Regions from separate parts of the Mus musculus genome. Here region 2 is linked to region 1. The links are chromatin contacts, called in public HiChIP or PLAC-seq maps. All regions are on one chromosome and are shown on one strand. The core of a region is the stretch at or near the end of the contact, and the rest is flanking DNA. Distances in the headings are between cores, read along the strand shown.

Region 1 (4,024 bases), core at 687-3,186:
AATGCCTTTCTCTTCTTTTACCTGAAGTGCCTCCAATGGATTCTTCCATGATGTACTGAAAGAGTCCATATTGCACCTGCTATCTGACAAGTCTTTTCTCAATATTTCCCTGAGCATTCTTAGACTTGTTAAAAGAGCATTGAAACTTTGTGTCCCAGGAGTCTTCTGCTTTCTAAAGCTAATATATCTAAGTATTTCCTCAATTCTCACGAGTAACCATCCATTCACTTCTATACTAGGTACCAAGGTCCTTATTAGATGGCACCACTTGGTCAGTCCCTTCCCCCAAGGGGTGGGGGTGGGGTGTATGATTCTAAATATGGGAAGTAAAATTCCTGTGTAAAAAGGACAGATCTTTGTACATCAAGAAATATACTTGGTCTTTCATGAAGAATTATACTTGGTTATGGTAAACATAAATTTGTGTATCTCCTGTTCATAAATGTAAATGGGCATTTATTATCATGCAAGCCAAAGCTCTAAATACAGTTTTCAAGATGGAAAGAAAAAAAGAGAGGGAGAACCAAGTCTTCTCTATTCTTGAGTAAGAACTATCATTCATTTATGGAGATTCAGAATTTTCACTTTAACAACTATCAGACATGGGAAGTTTCCAGAAGCAGTTCTGATATAGGATGCAAAACTTGCACCAGCAGAAGCTGGAGCTGTTGGCTGGTGGGGACTTGTGACTTTTATTGTCACTCAAGGTATCTAACACAAGTGTTCAAGCGAACAGTTTATTGATATGCTTGCATTCAGAAGACTTTTTCACAAACCCTTCAATGAGAATATCCTCTCCCCATATAGTCAAGTTAAACAATTTAAATAAATAACTTCTGTGTGTGTATATGTACATAGACACATGTCGTCCTAGCAATTTTCATTTTTTGTCTCCCAAAGTCTTTCAATGCAATAAAAGGTGGACAGATGAATCAAAAATGTTTCCTTCAACCTAAATCTTCCTAGTTCATTTTTAATAACTTAAATGATCCTTTTAGGTTATTTTTAATTTAAAAAGTATTATATTTTTATTAACTCTTTGAGAATTTCATACCCCAAAACAATGAAATTTGATCATATTCATCTTTTACTCTTCTTTCTAGCCCCTCACAGATCCATCCCAACCTTATCCCTCCCAGCCCGACTTCAGATCTTCTTTTGTTTTTTAAATAACACACTGATTCCAGTTTATACTGTCCAAATACTCATGGGTGTGAAGCATTCATTAAAGCATGGCCAATCTTCCAAGGATCCTGGTCTTAAAGAAAGCCGAGTCTCTTTCCCCTAGAAGCCTTCAGAGGATAGTAGCCCCTCAGCTGAGAGAAGGCTCACAAGCCCTTCCCCGTTCTGTTCTGGAATGCTGACTGGCTTGATCTTGTGCAGATCTGATGCCGCCAACCACAGCAGCTGCGAGTTCATGGAGTGTAGTGGTTCTGTCCTGTCTAGTGATGCTGCTTCAATCTGGTCCTTCTTGACCCCTGGCTGGAGGAGATTTTTCCATGGTCTGTTTTGCCATGCTCCCTGATCCTGGGCTGGAGAGGGCCTGGCTGATATAATATGATCTAGGTGTCTCAGTTTTGTGGCTGAGCACTTCACAGATACTTTCTATGCTCTTCTAGCTTACCTCCCCCTTTTTTATTTCTTCACATGTTGCCACCCCCCTCCCAATCTAGGGAGGTTTAATATTACCACTCAGTACTACCATAGTTTGGAAAGTTTTCAAAGACAGTTCAGCACACGGGGAGAGGTGTTTCCATCCAATGCATACTGGGACTTAAACTCCACCCTGCTCTATCTGTTGTGAGTAGGGTTTCCTGGCTGACCATGTAAGTCAAAAGAGGAACTCAATCTCTAGTGAAGTCAGACTGTGTCAGAAGGAAGGAATACAGTGCACAGTGACTCTTCTCAGTGGAGCTGAAGGACAAGGCATGGCCCAGCCATGACTCATGGCACAAACTATGCAAGGAGGCACTACGGGACCTTTCTTCAGCAGGCAGTCCCTTCCCCCAAGGGGTGGGGGTGGGGTGCATGATTCTAAATATGGGAAGTAAAATTCCTGTGTAAAAAGGACAGATCTTTGTACATCATTGTCTACCTACTGTCATGGACCACGGGTGACTAGTTTCCCCTTTACTTTTGTTTATTCATAACATCTAGATTTAGGAATGTTGGCTGGCGTCTTTAACAGAAAACAAAACTCAGACTGACCTGTCTCCTATTAAAAATTCTGTTCTCCCCAAAGGGATATTCTTTGCTCTTTAGCTCAACAGATTATGGGTGTTCCTCTTTTGAGTTATTACTAGGCAAGATTGCCAAGGGACTTTACCTCTCTCTTTGGCTTGTCTGTGTCAAGGACACAGGGAGGACAAAGAGGGGGTGGGAGCCCTCCCCCACAAGCTAGAAGGTAACCTCTTCACATCACCACTCTGGAGGTGGCTCTGATTTCTGCCTCTTCTGTTTGTATTCCCCCTGGGGGCAAGACATCTCCAGGGAGTTTGTCTATCACTTTCTGGGTGGTAGGAGCCCTGCCAGCTCACAGTGGGAGACTCACAGGCGTGGTGGGACCTTGTCAACATCCTGAGGGTGCTCAAGCAAGGGCTTCCTCATTAAGTCTTTGTTTCAGAACCCAGGCATCTCATTAGGGTTTTTCTGTTGGAATTACAAGTATTTTTTTAAGTGGCTTAAAACAAAACAACAAAACAAAACAGGAACTGGGTGACAAGGTGGCAGTTTAAAACATATTGTAACCATTGAGACCTAGGAGAAAATATTAGAAACTTCCCACATCCCATGGAAGGAGTTACAGAAACAAAGTATGGAGCTGAGATGAAAGGATGGACCATGTAGAGACTGCCATATCCAGGGATCCACCCCATAATCAGCTTCCAAATGCTGACACCATTGCATACACTAGCAAGATTTTACTGAAAGGACCCAGATGTAGCTGTCTCTTGTGAGACTATGCCGGGGCCTAGCAAACACAGAAGTGGATGCTCACAGTCAGCTAATGGATGGATCACAGGGCTCCCAATGGAGGAGCTAGAGAAAGTACCCAAGGAGCTAAAGGGAACTTCAACCCTATAGGTGGAACAACATTATGAACTAACCAGTACCCCTGAGCTCTTGACTCTAGCTGCATATGTATCAAAAGATGGCCTAGTCGGCCATCACTGGAAAGAGAGGCCCATTGGACACGCAGACTTTGTGTGCCCCGGTACAGGGGAACGCCAGGGCCAAAGGGGGGGAGTGGGTGGGTAGGGGAGTGGGGGTGGGTGGGTAAGGGGGACTTTTGGTATAGCATTGGAAATGTAAATGAGCTAAATACCTAATAAAAAAAATGAAAAAAAAAAAAAAAAAAAAAAGAAACTTCCCACAGGAAATGTTACTAGGCACCAGGATGTTAAGTCAAAAGTACAGGATGGGATTTCGTACCCTGACTATCCCGAAGAATATTAAGAAGCATTATCTCTGTAAAGTTAGCAAGATGAAGTCAGCTTGGCAGAAGCACCCCAAGGCTGATTCATCTGAAGTCTCTAAAAGTTAGCTATGCTCCTTAGCACAAGATAGGCTGTTTGCAAGATTGCTCTGGAGAATGGAAAGACATATTAGACCCTATCTTAACCTTTGGGCAGCTCATATTCTACCTAACTAGCAACTAGGGGTGACCTCCTAAGAGTCTTTTTCTTTAATCTTATTTTTTATATACGTACTTATATTAACAAACTAAATTCTAGTGCTTGCTGGTACATATAGATCAGGTTAGATGCCAGAGACCTGGCAGACATATTTCCAAGTACTTTCTATAACCCTATGTCACTCTGGTGGTTTTCTCATCTCCAACTCTACATTAATCACAGAGACATAGCTGGGGAGACAGTGGGAATGCATTATGTGAAAGAAATCCAAAGCAGTTACTTCCCTATGATGCTCGATAGCCAGATGCTGTAGGCTGGTGGAAACTACTAGGCATTCATTCATTTTCTTCTCAGTGTGATCGGACTATCCCTAGGGAAAGGCTCTCTTC
Region 2 (4,024 bases), core at 881-3,380, 250 kb after region 1:
AGAAAGTGAGCAAGGGCCCTGGGATACCCCAGATGGGGCATGGTGTAAAGGGACAGGGTTTTGAGGGACAACAGCTTTGTCAAGATGCCTCTCCCACCAAAACCTCCTGGCTGGCAGGACTGCCCTGTGTGGGAAACCCCACGTCACTCAGCACTTCCTTAGAACATTAGTGGTTCAAGGAGGCTCTGCATAATAGAGTGTTGACCACAAAATAGGAGGAAGTGGGGCACAAAGGGGCGAGGAGTGGAATTCTAGCGCTGGGTTTCCTCCTAAATGTCTTCCCTTATACACGTGTTGATGTTCTCCCTGGTTAAATATTTGAAAAACACATCATAGTTTATTAGGTGTTTTTCCCCCTAAAAGAACAGCCTGTTCTCATCCAAGAAAGAATGACAGCTCTCTCTACTTATTACATGAAAGTGTCAGCTGACTCCCCAAAGCAGCTTGCTTGTCCCCCCCCCCTCTGTCTTACTCTGTCTCTCTGTCTCTTTGTCTGTCTCTGTCTCTCTCTGTCTCTCTGTCTCTCTGTCTCTCTGTCTCTCTCTATCTCTCTTTCTCACAAACACACACACACACACACACACACACACACACACACACACACACAGGATAGGGGGTGAGTGAACCTGTAAAGTAAAACTGGTTCAGAGTAGAAACTGCACAGGAAATTAAAGACAGTAGCTGGCTCTAATGATGCAGAGGATGGACTGCACTGCTGAGCTTTACAGGAACGAAGGGTGATTTCAAAAACGCTGGCAATACTCTATTTTTTAATTGCTGTTTTGTAAACCACCACGTGTAAATGTTTTATTGGCTCTCTTGGATACATCACACTTTTAACAATACTTTTTCTTGTATTATATTTTTACTCTATTTGAAGTTCTTTCTAGGTGCTAAAATGCAGTGCTCTCTGAGGACCCCAAAGGAGCAGGCATCAGAAGCAAGGTGGAATGCCTCTATGCTTTTCAGAGTTCAGGCTTTTAAACATATGCCTTTAGAAGAAATAGTTTGAAAGTGTAGTCTCCGCCTTTTACCTCAGCCTGAAGAAACAGAGTATTTGCTGAGATGCTCTGGACAAACGTTTCTCAGCTAGGGGTGGGGTCTCAGTACTTTCTCCCCTATCCAAGATGGAACTGGCTTGGTCCTGGATAGGTCTTATGTAGTATCTTTAGCTCCTGTGAGTTTGCCTGTGCATCAGAAACACATGTCCACAGACAGCACTCTTCCCCACGGTTTGGCTCTCTCACCCCCAACTTCCATTCTGTCTCTGCCTTGGTGGGCAGAGGTGAAGAGCCATAGAGATGGTCAATCCGTGGCTAAGCACTGATATCCATTTACACTCAGCACTCTGACACTTAAGGCCTCTGCATTAACCACTACCCACTGCAGACACCTTATCAGACCAAGACTGAGAGCATCACAAATCTGGGGCAGGAGGCTCCTAGTCCTCTTAGGCATCCCTAAGCGGAGGAAGCCCCGCCCCAGTCTCTCGCTTGGAGCAAAGTTCTATGGGTAGATTTTTGGTGGGCCATTATCATTATCATTGTTACTGTTAAACTTTTTTGCGTGAGTGGTACGTGTGAGTGTGCGCGAGTGTTCATGTGTAGGTCAGAGGACAGCTTCTGGGTGTCTGATATCAACTTTCCACCTTGTTTGACTTGGGTTCTCTTCATGCAGCTAGTTGGCTGTGAGCTTCTGTGGATTCTCCTGTCGCCACCTCCTATCGCCAGTAGGGGGCGCTGGAACTACAGATGCTTGCGCTTCTCCTTCAGGCTTCAAATTCCACAGCCAGTCTTGACAGACATTTCTGTACAGAGGCAGTCTCCAGCCCTGCTGCTTTGACTCTGGAGAACAAGCCTGGGCTTTCCCTCGCCTTTCTTTTCTTTTTTTTCACACTAGATGAATTTATGGTATATGCGAACTAGTATTTTACAGAGTTGATTTAGGTAGAGACCAGGCAGATTTCCGTAAGAAACTTCCTATCCTTTCATACCACTGAATTTGTGGCCTGTAATTTTTGCTATTTCCCAATATGCGAGTTTGTGGCTTTTTGAATTAGTGGAATGCTGTGATTTATGAGCTTCCCTCTTTCGACCCTCTCAGCTGACTTTATCAGCGTTCTCTAACGGTATTAGCAAGAGAAAATAAACTATTTTTAGGACTGATGATCACACAAAGTTAAAGCCCAATCATCCCAAGCATGTTGCAATTTTCACAAAATTCTCCTGAGGTTGTTTCTTCTACACGTGGTTTCAGCTCAGAAATCATTGTTTCTTAAAACCTTATCCTAAACACAAGACCATAGGATATGGAGCCTGTGCTCCTGAGCGGCTGCTGGAGCTGCTGCAGCCTCCTCCTCCTCCTCCTCCTCCTCCTCCTCCTCCTCCTCCTCCTCCTCCTCCTCCTCCTCCTCCCCCTCCTCCTCTTCCTCCTCCCTCCTCCTTCCTCCTCCCCCTCCTCTTCCTCCTCCCTCCTCCTCCCTCCTCTTCCTCCCCCTCCCCCTCCTCCCTCCTCCTCCTCCTCTCCCCCCTCCTCCTTTTCCTCTTCCTTCTCCTCCTTTCTTTTCTTCAAAATCTTAATTTGGGCATAGCCTTCTGATGGATACTGGTTTGTGAGGGAAAGAGAGAAAAGAAAAACTTAAACAGAAGCAAAAGAAGCAAAGGACCCTCTAACAACCGAAGAACAGGTGGTATAGGGGAGGGTGGCTGTTCACTTTTATTGGTGGGTGAATAGCCCTGGGTAAGATCAGATTAAAAACCAGCTGTACCATCTCTGTGGATCCGACAAAGGGAAAGATGGATCTGGGTGGGAAGGTCTTAGGGAAGGAAGCTTCAAGTGAGCAGGTTTCAGCATCCTTCAAGCACACCCAGCCTGGGTACTTGCCAGTTCCCATAGATTTCCTAAAAGATAAATGGTGGACTCACCAAGATAAAGGTATTTGAAAAAAAAATTGACTTAGAAGGATAGATAGAATGAACGTTCTCTGTTTTGGCACCAGGAACTCCTAAGTATGCCAAAGGACGTCATTTGGGCTGGAGAGATGGCTCAGTGGTTAAGAGCACTGACTGCTCTTCCAGAGGTCCTGAGTTCAATTCCCAGCAACCACATGGTGGCTCACAACCATCTGGAAAGGGATCCGATGCCCCCTTCTGGTGTGTCCAAAGACAGCTCATGAATCCTCATGAATCTCTCCTGTCAACACCAGCTCCAGTGTAGTCACATACATATGACAAAAATAAATCTTTTTTAAAAAATGTTTCAAAGGATGTCATTTAGTTTATTCATGAACAACAGAAAAAGAATGACTTGGCTTCTAAGGAAAAATTAACTCTCTGGTTCTGAGATGGTCACCTTTCCAAATGCTAGAAGAACCACCCAGCGTTATTCAATAACGTTGCAGCATATCCAGGGACGAGCCCTGCAGAATGACTTGCTGAACCTAAGCATAGGCAGAAAGAAACCTACTCTGGTGGCCCCTAGAAATTCCACTGTTGCCTTAGCTTTGCTCTTGATTTAAGATGTCTTTGTTCTGGGTAGGTGGTTCCTCTCATCCTGTTGGTATAAGCCCACAAAGGCAGAATGTCATCACTGGGTGTTAGACTTCCCATGGGTATTTAAAAGCAAAGGAATATTGGCTCAGTGCTGATGATAATAAATGTAACAGAACTGTAGAGAATCCTCACGAATCTCTCCTGTCAACACCAGCTCCAGTAGGGATAAGAAACAAAGGCTCTGCCACAAAGTGGAGGTTTACTGTGCAGTCAGGAAAAGAAGTATGTAATTTGTGCCTTGCACCATGGATGCCCATCAAATGCATGTATGTACTTGGTATGTACTAAAGAAGCATGCCAAGGCCTCATTTCCTTCCCAAATAGTGGGCAAAGTCAGCTGATTCCCAGGAAGGAAAATCTGGCTTTCTCCTTGAGAAGCTAGATGAAGGGATTAACAGAGATGCTGTAAGTGCTGTGGCCATTAGATTGGTGATGGGGGCCATGCTCCGGTAGGAAATGACAGCCTAGCTGAG

Evidence for each region. HiChIP or PLAC-seq counts read pairs in DNA pulled down with a chosen protein or histone mark.
Region 2: a contact with region 1 is called in an H3K27ac HiChIP or PLAC-seq map of embryonic fibroblasts, with 6 times the contacts expected there. The contact joins two enhancer-like sites. A contact is called at or near these places in 13 of 484 Hi-C or Micro-C datasets (3T3-L1-derived adipocytes, B cells, the CH12 cell line and 7 more), 2 of 115 datasets of contacts at active chromatin or transcription factors (bone marrow-derived dendritic cells and embryonic fibroblasts) and 1 of 9 other capture datasets (bone marrow-derived macrophages).

What each region holds. Positions count from the first base shown.
Region 1 is chr13:42,326,830-42,330,853 of GRCm38.p6, forward strand. No RefSeq gene overlaps it. Among named protein-coding and RNA genes, the nearest start is that of Edn1, 27 kb to the left of the region's middle. Within about 2 kb of position 1,937, at least 97 of the 459 cell types and tissues checked have an H3K27ac peak or open chromatin away from gene starts, as enhancers often do. A contact at or near this core is called in embryonic fibroblasts, where this site is marked.
Region 2 is chr13:42,574,166-42,578,189 of GRCm38.p6, forward strand. No RefSeq gene overlaps it. Among named protein-coding and RNA genes, the nearest start is that of Phactr1, 100 kb to the right of the region's middle. Within about 2 kb of position 2,131, at least 32 of the 459 cell types and tissues checked have an H3K27ac peak or open chromatin away from gene starts, as enhancers often do. A contact at or near this core is called in embryonic fibroblasts, where this site is marked.